Linked DNA regions of Sparus aurata: region 2 is linked to region 1. A link is a contact called in public Hi-C data. All regions are on one chromosome and are shown on one strand. The core of a region is the stretch at or near the end of the contact, and the rest is flanking DNA. Distances in the headings are between cores, read along the strand shown. Region 1 holds the start of LOC115586573 (zinc finger protein 862-like). Region 2 holds the start of parvb (parvin, beta).

What was found. Hi-C and Micro-C count contacts between places; a contact is called where the count stands out from the background.
Region 2: a Hi-C map of skeletal muscle shows a contact between it and region 1, with 3 times the contacts expected there. The contact joins the promoter of parvb here to the promoter of LOC115586573 in region 1. A contact is called at or near these places in 2 of 2 Hi-C or Micro-C datasets (skeletal muscle and an unstated tissue).

What each region holds. Positions count from the first base shown.
Region 1 is chr8:17,315,668-17,322,928 of fSpaAur1.1, reverse strand. LOC115586573 (zinc finger protein 862-like) reads left to right here and starts at 4,775. Exons shown (of 7, transcript XM_030425720.1): 1 at 4,775-5,083; 2 at 5,273-5,473; 3 at 5,588-5,709; 4 at 5,823-5,989; 5 at 6,111-6,319; 6 at 6,417-6,992; 7 at 7,059-7,261. The coding sequence starts at 4,931. The region is part of intron 1 of shisal1b (shisa like 1b); the gene reads right to left.
Region 2 is chr8:17,488,642-17,495,902 of fSpaAur1.1, reverse strand. parvb (parvin, beta) reads left to right here and starts at 4,711. Exons shown (of 13, transcript XM_030425874.1): 1 at 4,711-5,066. The coding sequence starts at 4,961. hdac10 (histone deacetylase 10) reads left to right here. Exons shown (of 20, transcript XM_030427192.1): 11 at 28-134; 12 at 221-288; 13 at 1,210-1,450; 14 at 1,618-1,708; 15 at 1,842-1,927; 16 at 2,605-2,661; 17 at 2,787-2,868; 18 at 3,089-3,277; 19 at 3,385-3,544; 20 at 3,639-4,357. The coding sequence ends at 3,670.

The sequences.
Region 1 (7,261 bases), core at 3,526-6,025:
CGTTTGACAGCCCTAATAATAATGTCAGCAACAGTCAAAAGCAAGGTGCTCAACGCGAGCAGTTGCTTGCTGAATGTTTTGTACACTGCTCATTGCTAATATGAGAGTAGAGATGACAGATTCATTACTGCTAGAATTTAGAGAATATGTGTATTTCGCCAACGCAGGTGAAAGAACAGAGTCAATCACCGGTGCGACAAAATCATTTTTCACATTTGCATGATTGATTTCACCCACATAAAAATTAGAATGCTTGCAGTGTAGAGCCAGGCTGCCATTTAGAACAGCAACACTAGCAGAGTCGGGTGGACAAAACGCAGTAGAGTTCAGTGAAGAAAAGGATCTGCTTTTGATCAGTTTTATTTTAATTTACTAATATGCCACATATTAGAGTGGCATTGATCTTTACCATTGTCTTGGAACATCCCTATGTCAAATTTGTCATCCTGCAAAAACTATTCACAGATATTCTGACTCTTACATCTTCAACACACAGCTGAGGCCTTATCAAACATAACTAGAAGAGTTCTGTTACATACATCCCAGTTGCATCGCAGTTGTACAGTTTCAAAATTAATTGTTTATTGCTGAGCTAATTAGACGGATTAGCCCAGTTTTGCACATAATAAAAGATGAAAAGCACAGCAGGATTGGACCATGAACAGTGTCAAAATGTAAAATCCCCACAATGGTCCCATGGTGTAACACTGAATGTAATTGTAGCTTATTGGAGTCTGTTAACACCTCTCCACACCCACCCGCCCGCCGACGGCTATTTCAGATAAATGACTGTATGTCTACACTACTCAGTGACGTATCCCGCTTCAACTTTCATCATTACGGACATACTATACGTCGTTAGAAAGGGTAGAATCTCCACAATTAATTCATCCAGTTGATTTTGCAGATATCATGAGCACCAAACCATAAATCATTGATATTTACCAGCATGGTAAACGTGAGACATGAGAAACACACAGCGACTCCCTACCTTTGACGCGGCCATAAAGCCATAATATGTGTCCATTCCTCAATTATTTATACTCCAGTCGTCCGTAAGAATCCACTGATCAAAAGCATCAAAATAGTTTTTCATAAAATTATTCCAGCTTGTGAATATCGTCCTGTAAAGTCCATTTGTTTATCGTCTACCAACTTTGTTCGGCAAATAAAATCCATACTTCATCGGCTGCATCCAGTGGGTGATTTGTTACTTTCTAACAAGGGGGATGGCCCAACGCGAGCATCACCCTGCCCCGACACACCTATGTACACACTCTTAACCATAACTATGACATTTCTAATTCTACAATTCCATTTTATCCAGTTATCTTCCTTCTCTACATACTACAACTGTCTTTTTATAACTGAATTAAAGTATTGAGTAAGTACACCTTTAAATTGTATGCAGTGGACTGAGTTTATTCAGGCAGCGTTTTCTCATGTTTCTCAGACTTGGAATTTTTTACCATCTAAATTTCTTGAAGGACACTCAATCAACATTGTGCAAAATAGTAGAGCTTGACCGACTTATTTGTTGGCCGATTTTATCTATTTATTATATTTATCCAATATTATGACAGATATATCGGTATCAGCGAATATATTGTCCGATATGAAGACCATATATTTAAAAACTACAATACAGAATGGAGAAAGTCACTCCTACAGGGTGCGTTTCGACGTGGGGTAAAAGAGCTCCAAAATGTAACAGCTACCTAATGGTTAAGATATAAACCAGCACAAAAATGACAATTACCAACATAACATAAGCCACCATGTTCTTAACAGACACACTAAAAACACTCACAAAAAGTAACATTTAGTTTTAGAACATAAATAACAAACTTACTATTAATATTAAACTGTCAGAAAAAACTCATCTCTGAAAAAAATAAAACATTACTGAAAATAAACATGTGCGTCTGCTACAGGTTTTATTCCACCCTCCGCACGGCGTCATAACAAGAACGTTTCAGAAGCGGAGTCTTTTGCCTGCCAGACTTTGTTGATCTGGTAATTTTTCGTTTTTTATACAGTCGGGAGTCTGCACAGAGTGTTTTATTTTGAAAACTGGCGGGATACTCTATGCCGTTTCCATGTCTCTGACTTCCTGTTGGCGCGATCTGCTATGTGCAGCTTGTTGCGGCTTTGGTAAAAAATAAACCGGGCAGCCGGATCGCAAAGCAGCCGGATCGCAAAGCAGCCGTGCCCGGCATGACTCCACTGTGCGTCGGAGCTGATCGCGGCCACTCAGGATTTTAGCACACTATCTGCTACTAGCAGATGGAGACTGATGTCAGGCTAACAAGGGAGATGCTTTTTGGTAATTTTGCTAACAAGGGGGATAGCACCCCCCCCCCCCTCATATCGCCTACTGGCCGCATCGATGTTTTCTCTAGTTCCTGTATGGTGTTGTTGGGTATGCTTGTTTTCATCACTTTGCGGGCTACAAAATAAAAGTGTCCCCATCTTTTTCTGTTCATTTTTCACCCTAGCACAGCCCGTGATGTAGATCGAGCGCTCCCTGTTTGAAGGACCAATAGGCTTTGTTTACTGTTTTTCGCTGCCTTAGTATAGGGATAGTATATTGGCTACCGACATGTCAATCACTCAGGCTTCTAGTCAGTTATTTTATTTTATTTATTCCAACGAGGGTAGGCGTGCCCAGGTCAGTTATGTACGAGCCGAGGGGTATCACTGCGTCTGGCGACTAGTGGGCTTACCGTGAACAGTACAGTATACATTAGCATTTCATAAATGATGCTAAATGGTTAGCGCACCAGGGCCTAATTAGCCTAGCTAGCCTCAACTACTCAACTAAAAGTTATGTAATCCTTGTAATTCTATTCTATAATGTAATTCTTTTTGAGCATCTTCCCTTTTATTTAGATTTTTTTTATCAAGCTTGTAAACAAATTGAACTAGATCTTTTTCACTGACCAGACACTGGGAAAATTCCCCCAATTCAATTATTCTGTTTATGTACAGTTATTTTCCTGATGTTTTTGTGTAATATGTAATATCATATATCTGTGTTTATTTGTTTCCTATGTAAATAACACCCCATTGAATTGCATTTATATATTTTTTCATTATATTTGGTAACATTTGTGCATTGCATCGTGTTTTGTAGGTCACAGTCTGAAGACAGTGACGTGGATGGGGAGCCTCAAAGTGAGTCAGTCAGACGCCCAACCCCCTCTCCTGCTGAAGGCGGTCGTCAGAAGCACCAACGATCCTCTTCTACATCCACCAGTACCTGTACCAGCAGTGTCAGAGGGGGTCAATGACGCAGAAAGAGTTCCGTCAGGCCCTTATTTAGGAGCTTGCGGACCAAGGACCTGCATCAACATCCCAGCCATCCACCTCATTTATCACTGCACCCCCCAAACCCAGCAGCATCCCACAAGCTGCATTATTTCACAGAGGGACAAAATGTGGCTAAGCGGGATGCAGGCAGTGACGGCAGACGGCTCTGCACACTCTGCCACAAAAAGACACCAGTTGGCTGTTCAACGTGTGATGTTCCCTTGTGTTTTGTTGCCACAAGAGACTGTTTCGATGAGTGGCACACACAAAATTGAATGTAGAATGGCCCAAAATGTCCACTGCGCATCACAGCGCATTTTTTATGTTTATATTTAAAGTACAGTTACATACGTAATTTTTGTAGACAAGTTTTCTTATACATTTTCCACTACTTTTTACTTTTATACACATTTTAGAGTTTTTGTATATTGTTCATATTTAGTTCATATTCTATATTTTTTGTATATAGTTCATTCATTGTTCATATTTTGTTGATATTGCCACAGTTGTACATACAGTAATAGCAGGGTTCTCCCCAGACGGTGGAACAGCAGCGCTGCGCCGCTCTACTGCTGCTTCAGCGCCGCTGTACTCGTGCCTGTCTCTCTGCAGGCCCGCATGTCACTTTCCCATTGTTCCCCATGAAGTCTCGCTGAGTGGCCTCATCTCGCGATGTTTTACCGCGAGACTTGCCTCTTATTGGGCGGATATACTCTGACGCAGCGAAATCAAGCACTCTTATTGGTGGAATTCCGACTGCATGCAAACGTTTAAAGGGATATTTTCGCGGGGAATTTTCACATACACTTCCTGTTTATATCGAGACGAAGCATGACAAAACGCAAGCGTGACAAGCCCGATGATCAGAGGACGATCTCTGCGTTTTTTGGTGCGTCTTTGGCGGTGACCAGCCCCCGTGTAGCCGAGGAGGAGCGGCCAGAAAAAAGCCTGCGAGGCGCTGCAGTCGACGGTCCGTCTGGGGAGCAGGGTGCTCCAGCGCCGAGCGACACGGAGGCAGAGACCGGCACACAACCAGCTAGCAACAATGCTGCAGCCCCCGTGACAGTGAAGAGGGAAGCGTTCATGAAGAAAATGGCGAAAAGACAAAAGAACTTTTTGAGGTACAGAGACAAACTTACATTCTTTGAAATTTTTGTACTAGACTAGAAAGGACATCAAATTAGCCACTACCAGGCTTGCATGTTTTTTCAGGGGAGTAAAGCTAAACCTTTTGTTTTTCAATTTTTTTAAATAATACTGAGGGGTGTCAAAATCTGAACCACAAGGACAAGGTGACAATTTCCATTTTTGAAGTAAATGCCCCTAGCTTAATGATATTGTTACTTGGGAATTCAAACTTTTCCAATTAAAATTATGCAGGGATGATGTGTGAAAAAGTCTGGACTTTCACTAATCAACAATTCAGCATAGAGTCAGGCCAGAAACAGTACTAAAATATTTTTATTTTTCTGTTGGAACTTCAAAACACAAGACTGGATGGGACCCCAAGTGGACTAAGTACAAGTGGTTGGTGCCTGTTCAAGATGAAGATGGCAACATCATCGGGTTGCTGTGTTCCATTTGTCGGCGCCACAACCAAGCGCAGTGGAACGGCCAGATGTATTGGGCGAAGGATCCAGTGGCATGCCTGAGGACTGACACCATCACCAGGCATGCCCCTTCGTTCCAACACAAACAGGCTGTATGGAAAGAAAATGTCCGCCTGTTTTCGGAGAGAAATGGGGGCATTGCCCAGGCATTTCAATGTGAGGTAAGAATACAACATTTTTATGACTATAATCAATATGATCCTATAATTTATTATAACATGCGCAACAGCAGCAGTACTTTCTTCGTGCGCAGTACCATGTCCTTGTCTGTACTAGACTGACTGACTATATGTACAACAGGTGTCTAGCTTGCTGATCATCTCCTGTTCTTGTCTCCTGTGTTTCTAAAGGTTTCCCTCCAAAGAGAAGCTCTCACCAAGGCGATGAAGACGCTGTACTTCCTGGCTAAGGAAGAGATGGCGCACACGACCAAGTTTTCATCGCTCGTGGACTTCGCTAGAGACCACCTGGGATGTGATGTCTTTTCACATCTATCCCAGGGTGAAAATGCGACGTACACGAGTGAGCGCATCCTACAGGAGCTCCTACAGGTGTGGAACTGATCTTTGAAGTTTTTACATACCTTTGAGTGGATTTTAAAACTATCTTGCTTTTTGATCAACATTAACACAATGTACTTCCTCACCACAAACAAACTTAAACAGGTGATGGCAGACCAGCTACAGGCGGAACACAGCAGGTTACTTGCAGGCTCCACCTACTTCGGTCTGCAGGTGGACGAGACGACAGACATTACAACAACGAAAGAATTGGTGCTGCTCACACGGTAAGTCTTAGGTTTTTATGTTGACTAACATTCAGTAAACGATGTAAGCCTACCAATGTAGATTGAAACTAGCTGCCAAAAATGTTTGCTTTATTGTGATGCTTTTTTTCCAGGTTGATCACAGGAGGGGAAGTCATCAACCGTTTTGCTGGGATGGTGGAGGTGGATGACGGCAAAGCCAACACCATCAGTTCTGCCATCCTGGCCTGGATACAGAAGAAGGGCCTGGATGTGCAAAAACTGATGGGGCTTGGCAGTGATGGCGCGCCTGTGATGACAGGTGGGTAGCAGTTAATTTCAAATGAGTGAGTTATTGTAAAGTATTCATTGTATATAAAGTTGTCATTTAATTTCTCATGGCACATGAAAAGTACTCACAATTTACCTTCAATGTCTTCCAGGAAAGAGGAATGGAGTGGCAACACTTCTCAAGGGCCAGAGCAAGCATCTAGTTGCCATCCATTGCATTGCGCATAGGCTGGCACTAGCAGCTGGCCAGGCTGGAGAAGCTGTTGCTTACTTCCGAAACAAGTTCAAGCAAAATCTCGGGGAGCTGTTTCGGTTCTATGACAACTCAGCATGTAGGATGTCCCGCCTACACCAGATCCAGGTAGTCTGTACAAACCAAGTCCTACTAATGACATTAACTTACTAACTTGAAAAATGAAGTTGCATTAAACACTGACTGAATTGTTTTACAACTTCAGGACATGCTGGACATCATCAGAACAACGATGAAGAACGCTGTGGATACCAGATGGCTCAGCCACGACGAGGCATGCAAGGCTCTTCATAAGAGCCTGCCCGTCGTGCTGCTTAGCCTGGACCACGAGGCCAAGGACAACGTGACAGCATTTGGACTCCTGGCGTGGCTGAAGGACTATCGGACTCTGGCCACCCTCTATCTCCTTTGTGACCTGCTGCCACATTTGTCTGCACTTTCGCGGTGTTTCCAGCATGCAAAGATTAATTTACTGCAGATACACAGCAATGTGCAGACAACTGTGGCCCTGGTGAGGACGATGAGGGAGGGCATGAACGGTAGTAGGCTCTCAAAGCTGGAGCAGGATCTGTTAGCAGGTGGCCGTCTGGCGGAGTTCTCCATCTCCATGTCCCCTGAGCTGAAGCTCAAGTGGCAGAAGGAGGTGAGGGAACCCTTCATCGACCGCCTGCTGCAGAACCTGCAGGACCGTTTTGACTCCACCCAGCTGCTGTCCAGCTTTGCTATCCTGGACTCATCCCTGATGCCACAGCCCATGCCCGAGGACTATGGCTCTGCCGAGGTTGAGTGCATTGTGGCACATTATGGTGGCGATGTCGGGGGGATTGTTGAACCTGATGCTGTCTAGGATGAGTGGTACAGTCTGCGTGAGTACATCAGGCAGAATAACGGCTTGTCTCAGGAGCAGCTGGTGAAACTCCTCCTGACAGAAGACACCATGGCAGAGCTGTATCCCAGCATGAGACTGCTGGCATCGGTGCTGATGGTCATCCCAGTCAGCACTGCTGACAGCGAAGGGGCCTTCAGCACGCTGAAGAGGGTCAAGGCCAG
Region 2 (7,261 bases), core at 3,462-5,961, 170 kb before region 1:
AGGTTTTATTGTGTGAATGTTTTCCAGGGAGGATACAACTTGACCTCTCTCCCCCAGTCAGTGTGTCAGACAGTTCAAACTTTACTCGGAGATCCTGCACCTCTACCTGTAAACCTCGATGGTCCCTGTCAAAGGTCTGTTTCATCGTCAGTCAGATTCATGAGTCAGATGTGTGTCTGTGATTTTGTAATGAAAGTGAATTATATTTTTCTATTTTCAGCGCACTCGAGTCTCTTCACTGTGTTCGATCAGCTCATAGGCTGTACTGGTCCTGCCTCAAACATGCAGGTAGAACATGCACATCACTCTTTTTAAGCACGTACTTAAGATAGAACTGATACGCTATAGCACTCCTTTAACATGATTGGACTCAAGATGGACATCTTTTTGTAAAAAGGATAAAAACTTATGCAGCAAAACCAAAGTTATCTCATTTTTATATGTGTTCTTCCTTGTCAAAACCTAATGCCGACATTTCCCATAATGCAAATTGACCGCTTAAGAGTTTGGCCTAAGATTTGGTTGAGTTATGCTAGTAGCAGCTAATTCAGCTAAGTAGAGATGAGGAGCGAGCTCCACAGGTCAAGTAAACTAATTTCTTTCAATCTCCACACCCTCAGATCTTTTTTCATTTTCAAACTTGTACTTTTCAGCCCTAACTGACACTGACTCAAGTGACGTCAGTTGAGGCAATGTATCAAATTTTCAAGTGGCTCCCACTGGAACTAAAAAAAGCTTTATACAAGTTATTTCACATATGAAGGAGTGCTCCTCAGGACCTGTAAATTGGATGTGTAAAGTTTTTGGAATTCCCCTTAGGCTGCAACTAACAATAATCCTCATTGATTACAATAAAGTGGATTGAATTGGATTGGATTAATCTGTTGATTATTTATTTAAGTTTTTTGGACTATGAAATATCTGAAATTGGGTTTTCAAAAGTCCAATATGAGGTCCTCAAATGTCTTGTTTTGTCCACAACCCATTTTCACATTTAAGAACCTGGAATCTGACCATTTTAACTTTTTGTTTTTCTCAAGGAATCACTCCAATTGCCCTTTTAATTAGCCCTTTTACCAACAAGATAGCTATCTAACTCATCACTCACTATCTAACTGTACGTCATGATTACTTCTGTTTTTATTATTGCAGTTTCCATTACCTTTATAATTATTTGCGTCACAAAATATGTCATCCTCTTTTCTCCAGCTGAGCTACCAAACTCTGATATCAGCACAAAGCGCATTAAATTAGCGGAAGAAGAAGAAAAGTCAGAGAAGGAAATAGAGGAGAAAAGCGTGGAAGAAAAGGTGTGGCCAGAGCCTTCAAAACGTGTCGCCCCTCCAGTCCGCACTGCAGCAATCCTACCTAATGGTGTGTCTTGTCCGGATGGATGTAAACGCTTCAGTTCATCAGAGGATCCCGACCCGGTCATAGTCAACAAACTCAGGTATGGAGCTGTGGCTGGTAGTGGTTCATTTCAGTTAACATTAATCATTGTAATTGACTTTATTTTTTAAAATTACATGGGAGGAGTTTATCATAGTTTGCTAAATTAACTCAAGATTAAATTGTCTACATTCTAGAAAAAATGTGTTTGTTTTTTTCTACTTTAAGGGAGAGTTTCCTCAAAGATGCAGATGAGAGTGATGCTCTCACAACCCTCTCCAGTCTTATTGCCCTCATGGAGCAAATGGAGAAGAATGAGGTATGCTCAGGATATCATCTGTGTCTTGTCTTTTCCAATGCTGTGCCGAGGGCTGTCGCAAATACAGTTTTGCTTTGCTTCAACCTACATGAGCTGCAAGCTTATTTCATTCCACTTAATTACTGCCTCTCAGATCTGCAATGGCTTAGCGCTGGTCCGTGACGTCTCCATGGCGATGGACTGTGTTGTCCAGCAGGCTGCAGCTGCTCTCTGCAAACGGTATAGCAATACGTACAGTGACTGTGTGTTTTGTTATTATTGATTTAAAAAGTGATGTAGTGTAGAATCCTTACATGGAAACATCTATCCTTAAAGGAACACTTTGACATTTGTTTACTTACTGAGAGTTCGTACTTCTAAAAGCTCATTAACGTTGAATCTTTTTTCGATTTTTATTGTGTTAAAAACCCATAGTGTAAAAATGAAACTCAGTGGGTTTAGGGGTGATATATGTGTGGGACTATTTCTTGTCAGGGAGTCAGGACTTCCTCTGTGCTGCTTTTTGCTAACCAGTACACCCCTGTATATAAACGAGATACGTGTTAATTAGTGGGTTTATAAAGATGCTAGTGAGCGTGTATTGTGTTTCTGGTCAGTTTATTGTTTGTTTTTCTTATTTGTGGAACCGCTAAACTTTCACTTTTACCACAATTTTGGCACCTTACTGCAACATTTATAATAAATCTCCCTCAGAATTGGTGATGACAGCGTCCAGAGATTTAAAGTATTAGGCTATTTAGAGGTTGACACTTTATTTGAAGCCGACTTCAGATAAAATATCTGTGTGTTTGACTGGAAAAGGTCATTTGCTCATCTCTAGTTTACATGATTATTCTTATTTTACTGTCCAGAGTATAGTCTGATTTGATGTCACCTTCTCCTAATGCCTAATGCAGGATTTTGGTTGTGTGTGTTGGAGACGTGGTGGTCCCGTGTCCGAGCAAAGAAGACGGGTGATTATCAGTCATAAATTATACTCCCCGAATAAGCCTTTTTGGTAAAACTTGGAAAATGAATGAGCACATTTGTCTGCAACAAATGGGAAACAACATGATGACATAAATCTTTCCATCTGTAGGACAACACTCCTGGTACAGTTCAGCAACAAAGCGTTGGTGGAACAGCAAAGAAAATATTACGTTCCTGTGTGTCTCAAGAAGGTACGTTGTGTTACACTTGTCGAAGCGGTACAACAGTAGCTAATATTAGTTTAGAAATGGAGTTTGCTGACGTAAACTAATGACACTTTCAGCACAACACAGAAGTTCTGCAGACCCCCGTTAACATATTGAAGTGTGTTTCATGTGCAGTGCGTGTGTGTGTTTAGTTAAAAAGACAGATGTGAACACATCCCACGTGCGTTTGTTTGTCCTCCCACAGGGCTGCAGTGATGTTTCAGGGTTCATTCAGGCCGTGTTGGGCCTCCTTCTGCCTCTGGGGTATGAGTATGACCCCAGTCTGGTTCTGTTGGTTCGGGCCCCAGAGAGTGGACTGAGTGACAGTGTGTGGCAACAACTAACAGGGCTGCTGCAGGGCCTGGCACAGGGACACACACTGGTGCTCATGCAGGTATGAAGGCTGGGGCAGTTTTAATAAAAGTACAGAAAATAGTACCCTGTTTCTTTATAGTGTGGAAGTACAGGTGGCTATAATGGTCAGTAATTTTGTGTTTTCAGGAGGGTGAGAAGGCTTGTGTGGCCCCCACAACCTCCTCTCTCCTCGGGGACGCTGCCCCCTGTCTGGGGCAGCTTCACACTTCTGTACCAGAGGATGTGGAGATGCTGGAGAGGCTCAGACAAACACTGCAGGTGGACTGGAAGTTGCTGCAGACTACAGGTGAATTCACAACAGCAACGTCACATAATAAGATTAATACACATAATCTGACTGCTTGTACTATAGTAATAGGAATTTCTGTCTCCTAAAACAGCACCACAGACTGGCGGAGGTGAGGAGCGCTGAAGATGGTCCTGCTTGTTTTTGTAAAGAGATCAGTTGAAGCACATCCATCAAATGTCTTTATAACATTTTGTAATATTTTACAGGTTTTATTGTCCAAACAAAAACATTGTGCCTGAAAATAAACTGTATTTTTTAAATATGTATAATCTGTATGAATCAAAATATTTTGAACCCAATTATTCATTGTCAAAGTGATTTATACCATTTTTTGATAAAGATTTATTTACATTATTAATGTCTGTGTATGTTATTAATTATGATGAGATGAGAAACACAAATGATGTCTTTTTCGTGCTACTGATAACTGTGCAAATTTATTTCAAGTCTTTGTCATCAAAAGATTGTATTTTTCTCATTTATATGTTGTTTTTTTATGTTTGTAATTTTGAATTTTTTTAACAAGAGACTAGGCTTATCCACTAATCATCAAGATCGGTCAATAAGACATTTAAATAGTGTCTGTCCTAAATATGTCAATTATTTTCTTGTTATACTGTTATTCTCAAAAAAGGAGTACTCAAATTCTGACACATCTTGAGTGCAGGATTTCTGCTTGTACTTTTGTGTTTATATTTCACTTTTTACATAAGCAAAAAGGGTTCTGAACGAGCTATTGGAGGATTTTCATCTTAATTTCTTGTATGGGATGTCATTTTTGTCAATATTAAATAATGAGTATGAAAGATATGATGCTTATGAAATTAATTCTGACATAAATAAATGTAGCAAGAAATATATAGTGCGTGTAAATATACACATGAGGCAACATCTTTCAAATAAACAGGCTAGGTTTTTTTAATAAAATGTTTTATAAGGACAACTTTTATTTATTTTAGGAGACTTGTCATTCCAAAGGTTATAATGCCAGATTTATTCATTTCGGGATGTATTTCATAGGCAGATTTTTTTTTTTATTAATTCATTCATTTGATTTCATATCGACTAAAATGGTGTTACACAGAGCTTTGGGAATACGATCAGTGGGGGTCTGTAAACGCATCATGCCTTTGGGGGGCGCTGTGGGGTGACCCGACAGTAAACACTGAAGCAGATGAAGCTGTTGACTCACATGGACCTGTGTGTGTGAGTCAGTCGGTCCGTCTGAATGCCCGACCTGCTCTGCTCCTTCCTCCTCCACTCTGCTGTGTGCCTGTGAATGTGTTAGTTCGGTGTTTTCTCGCTGTGATTGGATCGTACATCGGTGCCTGAATGCATCACGGGGAGGAGTGACAGTATTAACGGTCGCTAGAGAGAGAGAGAGTGAACACGCAAACGCATCACGTCTGAAAGATGTCTGGGACCTCTGCGACCACGCAGTCCGCTAAGATGAAGAAGGACGAGTCTTTCCTCGGGAAATTAGGAGGAACCCTGGCGCGGAAGAAAAAGGCAAAAGAAGGTGAGTGTTGTGTTTCGTTGTTATGATAAATCTGAGATAAAAAAAAAGGCCACTGTTTGCTCCCCTGTGCTGTGTTTCTGTCCATGGTGCTGCAATCACATGATGCACTATTAAAATATTCTCCTCTGGGACATCACCAGCACTTTCATCATGAGCTGTACACATGATTCACAACCCACAGTCATAGTGTGTCACCAGGTTTGTCTTCAGCTTATGGCTGCGTCTAACACTCTAACATAGGTTTCTTATTAGGAGTCCAATTGAAGGTGTCCTCATTAAGATATGTTGAGCTCTAGTGTTCATTCTGTGTGGTTTAAGGGTAAGAAACACTTGTAAGAAAGAGAGAGAGAGAGAGAGAGGAGACAAAGCCTCTTAGTGACTGCACAGGCATTTAACATGAGGTAATAAACATAAATAGATCATACAGTCAGTGACCGGTGACAGGAATGCAAGGTTATTAAGATAAAGCTCTAAGGGGATTTTCGTCTCTCTCCGTATTTTTGGAGATCAAATCCAAAACTTCTTTATAGTTTTTCTCCTGACCCAGTTTTCCAGTTGTTGCCCAAACTATTTCTGCCCTCCCACAGGCCAGACACTGTGTGGTAAAACAGACAGCTGCAAGGTTTAACGCCTCACTGTTTGTCTGTGTCTGAGTGTGTGTGTGTCTGTTTGTGTACCCACAGACATGTGTTTGTAATCTCCATTAAAGGAGGTCCGCTAGCAGGAGGACAGAGACATATTAATTGTTCAGGAGCCGCATTAAATTCCACACATCTCTGGGTAATCAAACTGTTAAAAATGTTAGTTTTAGCCTTTTAAAACTGGTGGGAAAAAATCATTGCCGTCAAATATTGTTAAAACTGAACATTTCCGGCTGATTTTAAAGGCTCACTTAAGTCCATTTATGTTACATTGGTGGATTGTTGTGGACAAACTACGTCCCAATGCCTGAGGAAAGGAAGAAGCAGTGGAGACTTCTGTATTTCATGCCAGATGGCAGCAAGGTGAACAGATTGTGGCTGTTGTGGGTGTCGTCTTTTAGTATCCTTTGGGCTCTGTGCAGACATCTCACTTCACAGATGTCACTGATGTTCTGTAGATTGGTACCGGTGATGCTCTGGGTGATTTAAATCACTCTCTGTAGAGCCTTCCTGTACTGGAGCATGCTCAAACCATTCGCGTTTGTGATGTTTCCAGTCAGGATGCTTTCTATTGCTCCTCTCTAAAAGTTAGAAGTAGAGCCTATTCTGTAGCACACGTTTTCTTTTCTTTTCTTTTACCAGGATGGTGACGTGTGAAGAAAATAATGATCAGTTGCAGCCATATTATTCATAAGAACAAGACTGCAGCAAGAATGGAGCGCGATTTTTCAGCCTTAAAGCTGCAGTTTGTAAGAATGTCGGTTGAAACCGTGAAAAAATTAAGTTGCCCATCCTTTTCTATAACACCACTCACAGCACGCAGTCCAGACTGCTAACTGCATGGCTAACTGAGCTAATTGCCTACCAGCAGCAACAGTCACATAGCAGGAGTAAACGGATTCTCTAGTGTTGTTCTGCCCCCTATTTGTTTGGAGATTGAATTCAAGAGGTGGTCGTTTCTTACATCGTGCACCTTTAAGGGGTTTCAAACAGAGAAACCCACAGACAGTTCAGCCCAGTGAGTTAATTAGATGATGACTGAGAGGTGGAGCCCTCGTGTAACGAGGTAATGAGAATAATTGTCTTCCTGCTTAATCTTGTGCCTGAAGCTTCACTCTGTCCCGTGAAGCAGATTTGCTGTTTGTTAACGTAACTTGGTGCAGAACTTCTCAAAACAAATATCACAAGTCTCATGGGCCTGAAACATGGATTTTGCTGGTTCTATTTGTCAGTATTATGGTTAGTTGAGTATATGTGAGCTTTTGGACAAAACAAGCACTTTTCAAATGTTACTAAGGGGATTTTTTCCCCACAGTGTATTCTTGATTTTGCAAACAAAACATTGATTTGAGAAAATAATCAGCAGGTCAGTCATTAATGAAAATAATCATCGGTTGCAACTCTAAAGTTTTAAGCATATTTTTTCTTAGATTTTTTTTTTACCCATATCATTAATTACATGATAACACAAATTCTTCTTTTATTAGTGAAACTTTCACTTACAGAAAAAAGTTATTTATAATTTATAAATTTTGTCAACATATGTCTGTAGGT